3 separate regions of the Mus musculus genome follow, and regions 2 and 3 are each linked to region 1. A link is a contact called in public Hi-C and HiChIP or PLAC-seq data. All regions are on one chromosome and are shown on one strand. Each heading gives the region's core, a stretch centred on a gene start, on an enhancer-like site or on the middle of the called end of the contact. The rest is flanking DNA. Distances are from core to core; before and after follow the strand shown. Region 1 overlaps Maml2 (mastermind like transcriptional coactivator 2). Region 2 overlaps Maml2 (mastermind like transcriptional coactivator 2). Region 3 overlaps Maml2 (mastermind like transcriptional coactivator 2).

Region 1 (5,079 bases), core at 2,514-5,013:
GCAGGAACACACTGGCTGGGGAGCCTTTTCACTTGCTGTCTTCTTAGCTTAGGTCGTGTGAGTGTGGTGCAGGGGAGTTGTTTTGTCTAAGTGGATCCAGAAGCCCTCAGAGCAAAGATTCACACTGTAATCCCTGGTATAAGGCTGTCGTATGCTGCTTAACATATAATAAATGAAAATGGCTAGAGAGGCAGCCAGATTATGTGGGATTACACGCTCACATGGATGGGGTTTTTTTACCTCTCGCCTCTAAATCCTGCACTCGCAACATGTAAGGGAGTGTGTTTCTAGCAGAAGCAGTCTTCTTCCCTATTTTATCCCATCTCCATCCTGCCTGTCCCCCCAGAGGACTAGTTCATGTAGCTCTAAAAATAGGCTACCAGTCTACAATTTATAAACCTGTATGAGTCTTCAGAGAGAAAACAGGCCAAACTCTAGATGAAAAAAAGTAAAGCTCATTAAAACACAAAACACACAAACAACAACATTAGGAGGAGGGAGAGAACACAGGGCTTTTCACATCTGTTTGAGGCTACACAAAGTGTCGTTTATCAACATAACTTTAGAAACCATGAAAAACGTAGTAGTAGAACATTGTCATAAACATTACAATTCTGTTGGTGGAGGCAGCGTGGGACTGGAAATCTTTCTTTCGGGTGGTGTTAGTGATCATACAATGCCCTCCGTCTCACATAGCCCTTTCCATTGCTTCTTTCCCATTCAGAAAAAGAATGGTCGCTGGTTCTTCCTTCAAACTTAATGTGACCTCATGACTTGCTTTAACCAACTCAAAATGACAAGAATGACATTGTGCTATACCTGAGGAGGTACTTGATGTCCTCTTGGAACCGAGACCCAAGACGCTGGGCCTGCCTGGGGGCTGTATATCACATGCAGAGAAGGCAAAATGTTCTTCCTGCAAGGGCACCACTGTCCTCAAGTGATTAAACCCCACTCCTCCTGCTAGAAAACCACCCTATGCAGCCTGCAGAACCATAAGAAATTCCTCTTGGCTGCACCAAGACACTAAGATTGGGATATTTTATAATATCACAAAGGTTGACTGAATCAGGGCTGGAAACCAGTACAGGGCAATGGCTGCTGGATTTATGCATGTTTCTGAGGGTGCATTACTTTAAGATAATACTACATCCCTCCAAAGGTTATATTAGATTATACTTGAAACCGGCAAACCCAGCTGTCAGCACAGTGATCAGCTCATGACCCAGGTGTGCTTGCTTCACCTGTCCTTTGACATCCACTGTCCTATCATGTGCATGCAAATTCTCCTGGGCTTCCCTAACTAACTGCTCCTCGGAACATCATTTTTCCCTCTTTCCTCCTAACTACCAGATTTCCAACATTCTTGTTCCGCTCCAGGGGTCACATCTGCCTTCGGTAGTCTACTCTTAAAATAGAAAAGGGTTAACCTCATAAAGATGTCACTCCCTCTCACTGTTATGCTGCCCTTGGGAGACTCAAACAGCATAGCAAATATATACGACCGATGTAATTGCGTTCGATCCTGGAGGTCACTGAGGACTTGGTGAGCTGGGACAGAATACAGGGAAGAAATAGATTCCATCTTTAAAATCATCCTTCTCGATTTCCACTTGCTTTTCTGTGGGAAATTACCCTACTCCGTGTGCCTTGTTTTAACCTTTACAATACATGAATACACAAATGAAGGGATGGTTGAGTGGTATCACATTAGGCCCAAATGCTGCCTGTATTAGTGATGCAGTAAGAGTCTAACATAGAAAGCAGCGATGCCAACTAGCATCGCTGAAACTTAAGACCTTCTTCCCTTCGTTGGTATTGACGTCTATTGTTATTGCTATCATTATTATCATCGTTATTGTAAAGCAATAAGGAGAACCTGGTGAGTAGCTTTGGTTATCACTGAGGCCTGTTTCAGTGATACACTTTTGAATACTTCCTGCATATAAGGATTTTATTTCTCAGACTTTAGTATCTTTGGAATTGTTTTTATTGAGGAACAACAAGAAAGAGTTAATAAAGATGGGTATTATCTACTATTTAAAAAAAGATATTGGTCAAGAGAGTCCGAAGTAGCCTCAGTGTCCAGCTCCAGCCATGTCAGAAGGGGCAGAGCCCAACAGTGTTCATTTCTTATTACAGGGTGCTTAGTGCAGGGTGCTTAGTACAGGGTGCTTATTACAGGGTGCTTAGTACAGGGTGCTTATTATAGGGTGTTTAGTACAGGGTGCTTAGTACAGGGTGCTTAGTACAGGGTGCTTAGTACAGGGTGCTTAATACAGGGTGCTTAGTACAGGGTGCTTTGTACAGGGTTTCTTAGACAAGGTAGACAGCCTAAGAAACATGATCGTCAGAGGAGTGCTTTGTTTAGTTTGTTTGCGACTGGAGCCTCATTCCCCAACTCCTACAAATGCCAGTTGCAGCATTTTCTGTGGAATAAGGAGGATTCACGAGCTGTGTACCACCATGAGATGATAGCATGTGATGCAGCGTATAAAATGAAATGTGGGTCCTTCTCAGGAGCTGACGGCTGTTCAAGTGCACACATCAGTCCCCCCATCTGTTTGTCTCTCTCTCATAGACACACAACAATTGAGAAGTGCAGATTGATGGACGGGATTCTATCCTTGTCACCACTTCATCTTTAAAATATGTTTCCTCTTTAAAGGGGGACTGTAAAAGACAGTCAGAGAAATTGGCTTGGGGGATGGGATTCGGCCCACTGCTATTTTTTCCTTATCACTAAAACCTTAAGCAGAGAGCATAATCACCTATCTCCCCCAGGGCAGCCCTAAGCCCTGAAAACTCAGCTCTGTTTAGGGATTTAATAGAACTGGAAAGAAGAAATAAGCAAGATCTGCTCCAGCACACCAACAAAGGAAACATTTTCACAAATATTAGACAGAGAGGAGTTCTCAGCACACACCTCGCCCTCCCTCTCTCCAGAAGCAGCTAGAGCACAGCTCTGAATTCAGCATCCTATCACTCTCAGCATCTTGGGGGTCTTTGGATCATGTCTGAGGCTCCAGAACAGCTGGGTGCATTTTCTTAACAAAGCAAGATGTAACTGGCGTGAATCAAAGCCTCCTTTGGTCGAGGTTGTCACAGTGTTCATTGAAGGACTTCATTGTCTGTTAGGTTGGAGTCACAGAGATATTGACTTCCCCCCAGTTGCTTCTAAATAGCTTGGAATTTCTTTTGTTAAGGTTTTTAGATGAAAATATCTTGGTGTTATGCTGTGCAATGTGACTTTTCTTTCTTGATGCCTAAAGCAAAGGATATTAGGTTGCCTTTCTTCTGTCTTACTTTGCTGAGAAAATGTATCCAAAGTCCCCATGATGCCTACATACACACACCACAGCACATACAGACACACACCATACACACACAACACATGCATGTAACACACACTCATGCACACATACAACACACATACAGCACATGCACACACAATACACAATATACATACACAACATGACCAATACACAAACACTTCACTCAGAATAACTGTTTTCAATATATGGATACAAGGTGGGTATGAGAGTGATTTTCAGAGAAAATTAGAAACAAAGAAATGCATCAAAGAGTATTTTAAAAATTCCTGTAAAAGATAATACAAAACCAAACAAAGTCACACTGACTTACAGAAACTAGGAACAGAACAATGTTAGGAAAGCTAGTGATAGGAAACTTCTAGGCTGGTCCAGGCTTCTACCACAGTGGTTCTCTTGGGCTAATCACCCATGTCCCCAGCAACCCGGTTGGATCTGGCTCGTGAGTATTCTGCCTGCTGAATTAGTCTTGTCACACAGAAGTCAGCTGTAGTATCACTTCCTGGCCAGACCTCAATGGCTGCTTAAAAGAGCAGACACATGGCTGAGCCACCCTAATTCCTGAATCCTTTAGCTCTTATAGCTTTTATTTTCTTCATAACTTTTACCATGAAGTTTATTTTACCATTATCTGAACTCCTGGTTTCTGTGTCTTTTCTCTTTCCCACTGACACCCTAAACTCCATGAGACCAGAGGCCATGATAGCCTTGTTTACAACAAGCATCCAAGGCCCTTAAAGTCCTGGAGCTACACTGTAGCTATCTGTGAAATCAATTGCCAGATTGTTGGGTTTTAACCTGTAGTTATCATATCTAGCTTCTAGAGATGGGAATAGAAGAAAATGGGGAGACAAGATTATGCCAAGGTCCTATATATTAAATTGTGCATTTAACATAGATGTACCTAGGATAGAGGGTAGGAGGGAGAGTGTGTTAATGTGATTAAAAACAGGATCCCATTGAAAGATTCAGAGGTAATATCTTAAAATTTTTACCAGGTTCAAGTTCTTGTCTTGTCTCTTATGAGAGGACAATGTTGGTGTAAGGATCAGGGAAAGGTGTGGGCATTGAATGATTATGTGTTGGGGCCTCAGCCCAAATATCTCATTGGACGGAGCTTACAGCTTAGTATAAGGAAGGAACATGACAAATGTGACTGGCAATGCATAGCACCTTGCTCCTTAGTTGAAGACATATCTGGGTTAATTAAAGGAAAGCAAATCTGAGAAGCACTCTGGAAAGTGAGAGCCACAAGAAAAAGTCTATCCTCAGACTTCTCAGAACTCCCTTTGCACCCTTTGGCACAGCAGCTCCGCCCATCAGTCTTCCTGGCTCCGCCCAGGTCCTACTTTTCACTAGTTTGTGTGCAATGCTGAGAGTGAGGCTTTGGTGCCTTAGAGCAACCGCAGTCCTTCAATCACTGAGGGTCAAGAACTTTAGAGAAAATGCTCCACTAAAATCCTTTAGTGGAGAGTCCCATTCTGCTTGAGAATGGAAACACTGGGTGGAGTGTTGTTTGTTGGTCAGTGTTAAGGACCTGGATTAGAGCCTCAGCACTGAAGAAGAAAAGGAAGGAGTGATGGAAGAATGAAAGGAAGGGGAGGGGAGGGAAGTGAAAAAGGAAAGGAAAGGAAAAAGAAAAAGAAGGGAATGAAGAAAAGGGACGAAAGAGGGAAAAAAAGAGAAAAAATAGAATCAGAAGAGCAATGGTTAGAAAATTATCACCAAGACCACTGTGGGCTGGGGA
Region 2 (5,079 bases), core at 1,702-4,201, 230 kb after region 1:
GACATGAATCCACTTACATCTGCTCACATATAATGCCCCTCTAGACTGTCTTTCTCCAAACTGGTTTCATTTTTTTCTACAGTTGATATCGGGCATCCAAGTGTAGGGACTTAGCATGACTATGTTATCTTGTTACGGCTGGCTCAATGCTCCAGCTCAGGGAGATCATTCTGACTCAGTTTCTCCAAATATTTTTTGTTTGCCCTAGCTCCAAATCCATGATGAACTTATTAAGCTTGATTTTATAGTTTTTTACAAAGTCATCAGCATAAATTATTTAACAAGATGTAGAAGAGATCTGCTCCGTGACAAAGGGCCTGGAGGACTGCATTTTTCTAGGAATGGCTCTGGATATGGAAGTGTAACTCATGGAAATCCACCTAAGCAAGTAGCCGGATCATGCATACAGTGATTAGGAAGATCTGGATCCGGATCATGCATACAGTGATTAGGAAGATCTGGATCCGGATCATGCATACAGTGATTAGGAAGATCTGGATCCGGATCATGCATACAGTGATTAGGAAGATCTGGATCTTGATCATACATACAGTGATTAGGAAGATCTGGATTCGGATCATGCATACAGTGATTAGGAAGATCTGGATTCGGATCATGCATACAGTGATTAGGAAGATCTGGATCTGGATCATGCAAACAGTGATTAGGAAGATCTGGATTCGGATCATGCATACAGTGATTAGGAAGATCTGGATTCGGATCATGCATACAGTGAGTAGGAAGATCTGGATTCGGATCATGCATACAGTGATTAGGAAGATCTGGATTCGGATCATGCATACAGTGAGTAGGAAGATCTGGATTCGGATCATGCATACAGTGATTAGGAAGATCTGGATCCGGATCATGCATACAGTGATTAGGAAGATCTGGATTCGGATCATGCATACAGTGATTAGGAAGATCTGGATTCGGATCATACATACAGTGATTAGGAAGATCTGGATCCGGATCATGCATACAGTGATTAGGAAGATCTGGATTCGGATCATGCATACAGTGATTAGGAAGATCTGGATTCGGATCATGCATACAGTGATTAGAAAGATCTGGATTTTAAAGTTCATTCTTTTCTACATCGATGGTCTAGCCTTGGATAAGTTCATTAAATTTTCTCAGGGACAGACTCCTGTTTGGGGGCCATTGTGTAGGCTTTGTGAGGTGACATCTGTGGGTACAGATTTGTGCCTGACACAATTTGTCTTTCCTTTCTGACCACCGTCTTCTACCACACACATATATATCTTGTATGCCAAAATTTTACAGACTCTGATTCATCACTGAAGATTAACAGCAAATGTTCCATTAAGACAACTTCATCCCAGGACTGAGGAGGTGAGCCATCTAGTAAAGTACTTGTCACAAAAGCAGGAGGACCTGAGTTCAAGTCCCCAGCATCCACATAAAAGCCAGGCATGGAGACACATGCCTGTCATTCCAACACTGGGAGCCTGTGACAGAAAGGTCCCTGAGGCTTGCTACCCAACCAAGCTAAGTATAAGAGATCCAGATGCAAGAGAGAGACTCTAACTCAAATAATAATGATAATGATGTAAAGAATGATAGATGAAGGCACACAATGCCAACCTCTGCCCTTTGTGTGCATTATGGGTGGGTGCCCATGTGTGAGAGCACACACACACACACACACACACACACACACACACACACACACACAAAATTCATTCATGTTTTCTTTTATTTCCTTTTAACAAATTTCCAATGGAAAATCATTTCCTTAAGAAAAGAAATGAAGAAAAATATATGTTAAAAATTTTTTTATATCTAACATTCTCTTGTAACTTGCAACTTTAGCCTTTATCACATGTAATCTTAGCCTGCTAACCTTCAGTAGAAAACTTATTTCCATTACCTTTCATATGTTTAAATAATAACTATGAAAACAAGTGGAGCCAGTTGAATAAAAATATAAAGACCCAGATTCCAATCTTTACATCTGTCCCCTTGTGGCAGGTTCATTCTTGAATGAAGAATCAGTTCCCACAGATGTAAGGACCCCTGAACAACAGAAGCAGAGTAGCCAGCAACGACAGCGAGCACAGCAAGCACACCGAAGAGCCGCAGCCAACAGTGCTCTGTCTGCAGGATGCCTGTGCCTAGATATGACAGGAATTAGTGGATCTATCAGAGGGAAAGGGGCTTATTGTCACATGCTCACAGTTGAGTCCCAATTTCAAAGCCGTAGGTTTTCAATTATCTGAAATTAGTCACAGTGAGAAGGGGCCACTTTCCTTTCTTGTCTGTCCCACAATAATGTCCAAAGCTCAGTTATGATTTCACCAGAGAATTTAAAACATCCATTTTAAATGAGCTTTTAAAAGTCTGCTTTCTCTCAGGAGTAACGCGTGGTAAATTAAAAACACTAAAACAATCCACAAAGATCTTGTAGGTAGGAAATGGTGATGGGCTTGAAACTTGTGCTGTGTAAAACAGCTACTCATTTCACTTTAAAAAAATTAAAAATCTAACTCAAAAAGGAGACGCTTTAATCGGATAATGGAAATCCATTTTATATGCATTATGAATCTCTCGTCAAACCATACCGCAGGGCAAGGAGGACATTGCCTCGTGTATTAAACTAGATATGTCAGGAGAATAATGGTGTCTGGGAGCTCATTCCCGTGAGTGGAACCAGATGTGGAAAACATCCAGTGCCTAGCACTGACCCTGAGTCTTCTCTGCTAATAAGATGCGACTGAATTCCAAGAATGTTTGTTCGGTTAAAGGAGTAGCAATTGTTTCTCATCCAGGCTCTTCTTCGGTGTTTGAAACCCTCTCCTGTTGCTTTAGTAGATTATTTAATGATGAACCCAAGCATACAGCCTCCATGTTTCTCTTCCTAGCCCTTGTAGATAACAGCAGCCTTTTCCTGTTACGTTTCCTCTCAAGATGTTTCACGTGTGTGTTTCCTTTCTACCCACGCTCTGTGTTTGCCCCCAAATTTCCATTGCCGGCCCCTCCCACTCATGACTTCACTCTCTCCTCACTCACTCTGACTTAAAGAGATAAGGGACAGAAAAGAAGTTGACTTCCTCAAAAAAGGCATAAAGTTCATACAGAGGGTTTAATGCTTTGAGGTTTTCTGTGAAGGTTCTTCAACCCTGCTTCTGCTCCTGCCATAATAAAACCAACCCCCACCTCTGCTGGTGGGACACCCCCACCCCCAGGCCACCAGGCCATTTGTGCCTGTTGACTGGTTTTCCCATCAGAAGTTCTTAATTATGAGTCAATAAAACAGCACTCTAAAGTCACACCCCCAGGGAGGGAAGGACTGCCTAAGCATTGAGGTCAAGGGAGAAGCATGGGGGCGGGGCAAGATTTGTTGTCTTCCTAGTTATTATTTAGGCAAAACCAGACTTTAAAATATGCATGGAAAAGCTTATAGAAACTGCTAAAATTAGACTTTCAGATTGGTGTTACAAGAGAAAGTCAACTTTTTAAACATGTGCTTGCTTCTGAGCACACACTAGGATATCTTCACTCACTTCTTTTCCTAAACCTAAAAGATCCCAGACCAGTGAGGATCCATTTTTCAGACTTCCCAGCAAGGATTAAAGAGGAGGTATTGTAGTGAGGACTCCAGTTATCAAGATCATATTCCCAAACTAGAAGCATCAGAGAAACAGCTTCACTTAAACAGAGGCCAGGGAGAGCTGTGTCACATGAGCATAAGACTGAGTGTCTGTCAAGTTCAGCAACAGGAGCCATGCTGGAGTCTGGGCAAATTTTGCTCCACGGCCTGTGGGAATCAACTCATTACCGAAAAAGGCAGTGGCAGGAGCCATTCCTATGCAAGACACTACTACTTGAAAATTCTTAGGCCTGTGAAATGTCTCAGTGAGAAAGGGAGCTTGCCGCCAAGTCTGATGACATGAGTTCAAATCCCAGAACTCATACAGCAGTAGAAACTGTTTTCCTCAAGCTGTTCTCTGACCTCCACATATGCACCATCATGTGTGTACAGAGAGAGAGAGAGAGAGAGAGAGAGAGAGAGAGAGAGAGAGAGAGAGAAAGAGAGAATGAGAGAGAGAGAGAGAATGGGAGAGAGAGAGAGAGAGAGAGAGAAAAGAGAGAGGCGGAGACAGAGGGGCAAAGACAGAGAGACAGAGAGAAACAGCGATAGAAAAATGTAAATTACAATCTTAGGAATTTTGGGAATTGAAGTATGTACTTCCCAGGCAATATTTATATTTCTCTCCTTGTTCTTTTGTTTATTCCCTCATTCACTTAAAATCCAAATGTTCTGAACTGTGTATAACACATCAGGTCAGTAGTAAATAGGCATAGTCAATGATTCATTCAAGCATCAAAGAAACGGACTTGAAATCTAGATCTGATTGACCGTAACTAAAACAGCAGTAGCTCTTATTAACCAACTGCCATACTTGACAGATTATCTGTCTGGGCTGTCCCATGTGCATCTAAAGGAAAGGAAGGCAAGCGGCAAGTGTGGAGAAGCACCAGGTTCAGAGATAACACTCAGGATCCTTTCCCACCTGCAGAGCTAGAACACAGGCCACAGCTTCGCACAGGACAGCCTCTGGCTGGGTGGTACCTTGGTTTGTTTGAGTCACCTTCTTAAATCCAGGTCAGCGAGTTTCGATTTTTGTTGAGTCTGCCCATTTGTCCTGTGCTGTTGAGCTTTCGATGTTTGTGTTTACAGTGTCTTCTATGACCTACAATAGTCAAGTTCTGAAGCCAAGTACTAAGAGTTCAAATTGACACCATTCTGACACTCAACAACTGAGTGACCTTAAGTGAGTGACTTGGGGCTCTCTGCACCCATCTTTCAACTGTCAGATGTTCTTATACAGTGTGTTCATGGCAACGACAGGACGAATGTAAACTGCTTAGCATTGGGGCAAGTACCCACAGAGCAGCCCTCATCTAGTCAGCTCCTTTCTCTGTCCTCAGCCACTTTCCTAATTCAGGGCCCTTAAACGGCCTTTAGCAATCTGACAGGCAGTTTGTAAAAGCTAATAGATAATTAATTTAGGAGCAAGTCCTAATTATGCTATATTGTTGTATAGCTTTCTC
Region 3 (5,079 bases), core at 1,674-4,173, 210 kb after region 1:
GTGCTAAAACTTTACAAGGAAAATTTCAAAAATATTTGTAACTTATTTTCATTGAGTTTCAGGTTTATCTAAAGTTTATTTAACTTTGATTAATTTAAATTTCTTTATTTAAAAAAGTGATCATATTTAGCTGGGTGATAGTGGTGCTTTAATCCCAGCACTTGGGAGGCAAAGGCAGGCAGACCTCTGTGAGTTTGAGGTCAGCTCAAAGTAAGTTCCAAGACAGCCAGGGTTACATAGAAAAAAACGGTCTTAAACGCCTTTCTCCCCTAAGTGATCATATTTAAGTTATTCTGTTCTCAAGTTTCTGTCTGTTGTGTAAGAGTCAAAGCCTGGTAACAGTGTTAATCTGAATATCTTCTTAGAAAGAGAGGAGTGAGTCAGATGGTGTGTAACTTAAACAAGTGATGCCTGCCTGAGACAGAAAGAAAGAAGTTTGGGTTCAAAACCCAAAGTTTTGAAACAGATGATTAAGATAATCATTGACTTGCATATGTATGATATAAAACATTGCTAGCATTTAGGCCCTAGTACCTATTTGAAAATCACATGTGACCTCATAGGCCAACGGTCTCTATGCACGGTGGGATCAGGATTGCTGAGGCTTGTGCTGGCTGCCAGTCCGGCCAAACTATGGGGAGCTTCAGTTCTATGAGACACTTTGTCTCATGGGAACAAGACCAGAGAGTGACAGAGAAAGACACCCAATGTCTTCTTCTGACCCCAGAACCATGAATCTGTGTATCCCCCAACACGTAGACCACACACACACACACACACACACACACGCACACGCACACGCACACGCACACGCACACTCTCGCACACACGTATTCACATGTGAGCAAAATAGTTAAAAGATATGAAAATATTGTGTGTGTGTGTGTGTGTGTGTGTGTGTGTGTGTGTGTGTGAGTTGTTTGTGTTTCCTGATGTAAAATCCTCTTAGGTAGAAATATATGCAAAACTATTTATTTAAAAGTGGGCAATTTCCACATACTTTAACCATTTTGCTCACTATATGTGTGAATGCATATGTGTGTATATGTGTGTGTGTGTGTGCTTAAACTAATATGAGCTAGTCTATGCATATGGGAGACTCTAAAGTTCATTGCTTGATATGAGAAAGTTTCTTGCTGAAGGATATAACCAGCTTTTTCTTTCCCTGTTCAAGTAAGCATATTGGAAACCATGACAATTAAAAGACTGTAGATTTTTAAATGCCTTCTGTAGATTTGCCTCCTTCAGGATGCAGTCTGCCCAAGTACATTTCAGGGTGAAGGTGGTTGTTACTCTGTGCATGGTCTCTGAGCAGAGTGCTACTAGTGGCCTCCACTATGAGATTCTAGCGATACTAAAAAGGTCTCATCTTAAAATACCTTGGGTCTTAATGTTGTGGCCCTTAGAGATTTGGGGTCTAGTTGTTTTTCACTAACAAGTAAACATCTCTAGCACTTAGATCTCTTTAATAATAAAGCTGTACTGAAAACACACATTTTCAGAGCCCTCTCTTTGACTTCCGTTGCACAGGCCCAGGCAGGAGAGCCCACTGCATTCAACAAGCGCCTGCATGACTGTTATAACTGGCCTCCATGCCACTTTGTGACACACGGAGGAGTATGACATATACAACGAGTACAAAGAGCAACTGTTACCTAGCTCAAAACTTGGTGCATCTGAATGGCTGTCTAGGTGCAGTACCACCTGGGTGTTCTCCTTTAATGTCTATAGCCTCAAGTGTCTCCAGGTGAGGCAGAAACAAGAACTCTGCCACAAACTCCCAGAGAACAAAGACTCATTTCCAAATGCTTCTTAATAATCCAAGAAGTCAGTGTGAAATCCTCATAGCATGTACAAGACGTACGAAACCTTCCTGAATTATATTTCATTCCCCAGTGCCAGACACACTGAGTTTGTATCACAAAACCCTGATAAAAATAATAAAAAACAGGTGGCCTGTCAAGTGGCTTTTGTAATTGGAAAACTAGGAGTTGATGTATTTTGCAAAGAAAGACAGTCTGACCCCAGCCGATTAGCCAGTGTCCTTTCTAGGTACTGAATAAGCTACATATTGGCAGGGGATAGAGTTCCTCACCACATAAAAAATGGGAAATTAAACAAGAATGCTCCTATGAGTTGGAGAAAGTAAATCTCTATTTTGTAATTACTGTAGCAAAAACTGTCCAGGTCCTGAGCCACACTTCTTTATATGATGGAAGGCTCAATATGGAAGTTAGAAAAACCTTGTAAGAGTGTCCGTATGGAGAAAACAGGAAGGCAGCTTCCTTTCTGAACATACACCATTTCCTGGAGAGGAAATGGGGGCTTAAAAAAATGTCCTTTGTTGGCTTTGTAACAGAGAAGTGTCTTAGAGATGGCCATATATGTTTACACAGGCCAGGACATTGACCTTCAGTAGAGTGCCTTCCTCATGGGATGCCTTGGATTGGTCCACAGGCTGTTTGTTGTGTTCTTACGGGATTGTTGATCCAACAGCCACATGCATGCTTGCCTGGACACTTTGTTAAGAAGCAGAGTCAAACAGCACCCTGCAAAGTAGCTCCAAACCCTGTTCCTATTCTAAGGACACTGCTGCCCCGAGGGCATGAGCAGAGTGCAGAGCAGCAAGGCCTGAGCATCCCCCATATGCCACAACATGACATCCCTCATAGCTGGGACCTGAACAAGTAGTACAGATAACTGCGGAGAGCTTGACTATTGCGGACATATTTGATAACTGACTTTATTTAATGGCAGCCAGAGTACTAGAGTGACTGCAAGTTATCAACCAAGTGGCAGGATTATAAACATAAACCACAAACCACTAGATCCAAAGGCTGAGACTGACAGTACCTAAATCTGTGTGTGACTGTGTGGGTGAGGGTGGATGTGTGAGTGTGTGGTTTGTGTTATGTATAGTGCTGTGGTGTGTATGGTTTATATAGTGTGGTGTGTATGTGTGGGTGTGTCTGTGGTGCAATGTGTAGTGTGGTGGTATGTGTGTATGTGGTGTGTGGTATGTATGTATGTAAGTGTGGTATGTGTAGTGTGTGGTGTGTCTATGTGGTATGTATGTAGTATGTGTGTGCATATGTGTTTAGGTGTATATGGTATATATGGTATGTTTGGTATGTGTATGTGTGGTGTGAGTGTGGAGGGATGTGTGTATGTGTGTGTGTATATGGTGTATGTGGTATGTGTGTGGTGTGTATGTGTGGTGTATGCTTATTAGTGTGGTTACATGCACATGTACATATGATATGGGCACATGTGTGTGAGCATGTCTCTGTAGAGGCCAGAGCTGCCTTCCCTGGATCTCTAGACTGGTCTTTCCAGTCTCTCACTGAACCTCAAGCTCATGGGTCTGACGAGGCTGGCTGCTTATACGAGCTTCAAAGGTTCTCTCTTGTCTCTGCCCAAGGAGATGGATGGTGTGACAGGCATCTTGTGCCACACTTGGACTTTTACAAGGGCTCTGAGGATCCAGATGGAGGTGCTCAAGCTTTCTGGGCAGATTCCTGACTGAATGAGCCATCTCCTCAGCTCAGTGCCCAACTTTTAAATGGTGGTTTTAATATCATACTGAGTCTTGGTCTATAAGCCTTTAAAGGGTTTTAAAAGATAGGCTTGCAAATAATAGAAACACACCTTTGCAGATCAATGTCACAAAACAGAAAGCTGTGCTCAGAGCACATACCCCAAAGCTACACATTTCAAGATCCAGATATAAGAGAGACAGACCTCTAGCTGGCGCAGCCTCAAGACACACTGCCTTCCACAGAGGGCAAGGCAAAGCTCCTCATGAAAGCAAAGGGTCACGGTACCAACCTTTTCTCTTAATCATTGTGAAAGAATGCTAAGTTCAAATTTCCTGTGTGTTCCAGTTCTAACACATTATGGTCTGTATATCATTTTTATCTTTCTTTAATTTTAAAAAATAATAGTCTCAAAATATTCATTTAAAACTATTTGGTTTCTCATGGTTTTCCCCCAGCATTTTCTCCAAGCATGTGATAAATAATATTCCAGATTTACAGAGTTACTCCCAAGTCCACACCCATATTCTAATATTTTCTATTATTAGTTTCTTACCTTTGTGTCTTTGTGTGCAGACTTTGCAGGCAAGAACAAACGAAAACACCTACGCCTTCTGACTTTACGTCCAGGGAGTGCAATGTGAACCAGGCCTCCCAGTGCTGTGGTGTCCTGGTGCCCTCTGGCCGATTCAGTCTGCCACAGAAATAACTTCCCAAATAAAAGCTTTTCTCTTATTTCATGTCTGATCTGTCATCTCAATCACTCTTCTTTTGCATCTAAAGAATCTCACTTTTTTTAAAGATTTATTTATTATATGTAAGTACACTGTAGCTGTCTTCAGACACACCAGAAGAGAGCGTCAGATCTCGTTACAGATGGTTGTGAGCCACCATGTGGTTGCTGGGATTTGAACTCTGGACCTTCGGAAGAGCAATTGGGTGCTCTTACCCACTGAGCCATCTCACCAGCCCAGAATCTCACTTTTAATAATGTGTGTAAACCAAACATGTTTTCTATGTTCACAAGCCATTTTTAAAAGATTAAAGAACTGTTTGTATAGAAAGTTTTTTTTTCCTAAATCTGCTCAACACAGATAATTAACTTCATTGAAAGCAGGAATCAAGATAGCATTTATAGCCAAAAAGTTCATGCTCAGTGTTGGTATTAGCAACCATTTCAATTTCTCTTTGAGTATGTAGGGAGACCCTATTTTCCTGAAAGTGCAGACATCTGCTCATGAGGTTTTCATGGGCCATGTGCATATTGTAGACAAAAGTCTGAAAACACAAGGTACATCTGCTCTCTTCCAAGGATCAACGCCCTAAAATCAGTTACCTATGACCTGAAACTGATTGGGGAGCGGGGCTTTGATTAGTGGTAACTCTGCAGGCAGAGCAGGAGGAAAACGCAGGTCTGACCTTTGAGAGGGAAGAAGAGGATTCTCGTAGTGCATGTTCTCAGGCATCAGTCTTTCAATGAGAAGAAGCAGAGATGTGGAACAGGTTGGAAGAATCATCCAATCGCCAAGTAGAGTCACCCTGT

What was found. Hi-C and Micro-C count contacts between places; a contact is called where the count stands out from the background. HiChIP or PLAC-seq counts read pairs in DNA pulled down with a chosen protein or histone mark.
Region 2: a Hi-C map of bone marrow-derived macrophages shows a contact between it and region 1, with 37 read pairs. The contact joins two enhancer-like sites. A contact is called at or near these places in 3 of 15 datasets of contacts at CTCF or cohesin (the NIH/3T3 cell line and large pre-B cells), 3 of 484 Hi-C or Micro-C datasets (CD8 T cells, bone marrow-derived macrophages and reprogramming fibroblasts), 19 of 115 datasets of contacts at active chromatin or transcription factors (the 230-238 cell line, CD8 T cells, bone marrow-derived dendritic cells and 15 more) and 2 of 9 other capture datasets (adipose tissue and liver).
Region 3: a contact with region 1 is called in an H3K27ac HiChIP or PLAC-seq map of CD8 T cells, with 5 times the contacts expected there. The contact joins two enhancer-like sites. A contact is called at or near these places in 3 of 15 datasets of contacts at CTCF or cohesin (the NIH/3T3 cell line and large pre-B cells), 3 of 484 Hi-C or Micro-C datasets (bone marrow-derived macrophages, cranial neural crest and reprogramming fibroblasts), 18 of 115 datasets of contacts at active chromatin or transcription factors (the 230-238 cell line, CD8 T cells, bone marrow-derived dendritic cells and 12 more) and 3 of 9 other capture datasets (adipose tissue, liver and pancreatic islet).

What each region holds. Positions count from the first base shown.
Region 1 is chr9:13,307,483-13,312,561 of GRCm38.p6, forward strand. The region is part of intron 1 of Maml2 (mastermind like transcriptional coactivator 2); the gene reads left to right. Among named protein-coding and RNA genes, the nearest start is that of Maml2, 12 kb to the left of the region's middle. Within about 2 kb of position 3,764, at least 29 of the 459 cell types and tissues checked have an H3K27ac peak or open chromatin away from gene starts, as enhancers often do. A contact at or near this core is called in CD8 T cells, bone marrow-derived macrophages and microglia, where this site is marked.
Region 2 is chr9:13,533,885-13,538,963 of GRCm38.p6, forward strand. All of the region lies in intron 1 of Maml2 (mastermind like transcriptional coactivator 2), which reads left to right. Among named protein-coding and RNA genes, the nearest start is that of Gm51666, 74 kb to the right of the region's middle. Within about 2 kb of position 2,952, at least 103 of the 459 cell types and tissues checked have an H3K27ac peak or open chromatin away from gene starts, as enhancers often do. A contact at or near this core is called in CD8 T cells, bone marrow-derived macrophages and microglia, where this site is marked.
Region 3 is chr9:13,515,833-13,520,911 of GRCm38.p6, forward strand. All of the region lies in intron 1 of Maml2 (mastermind like transcriptional coactivator 2), which reads left to right. Among named protein-coding and RNA genes, the nearest start is that of Phxr4, 87 kb to the left of the region's middle. Within about 2 kb of position 2,924, at least 19 of the 459 cell types and tissues checked have an H3K27ac peak or open chromatin away from gene starts, as enhancers often do. A contact at or near this core is called in CD8 T cells and microglia, where this site is marked.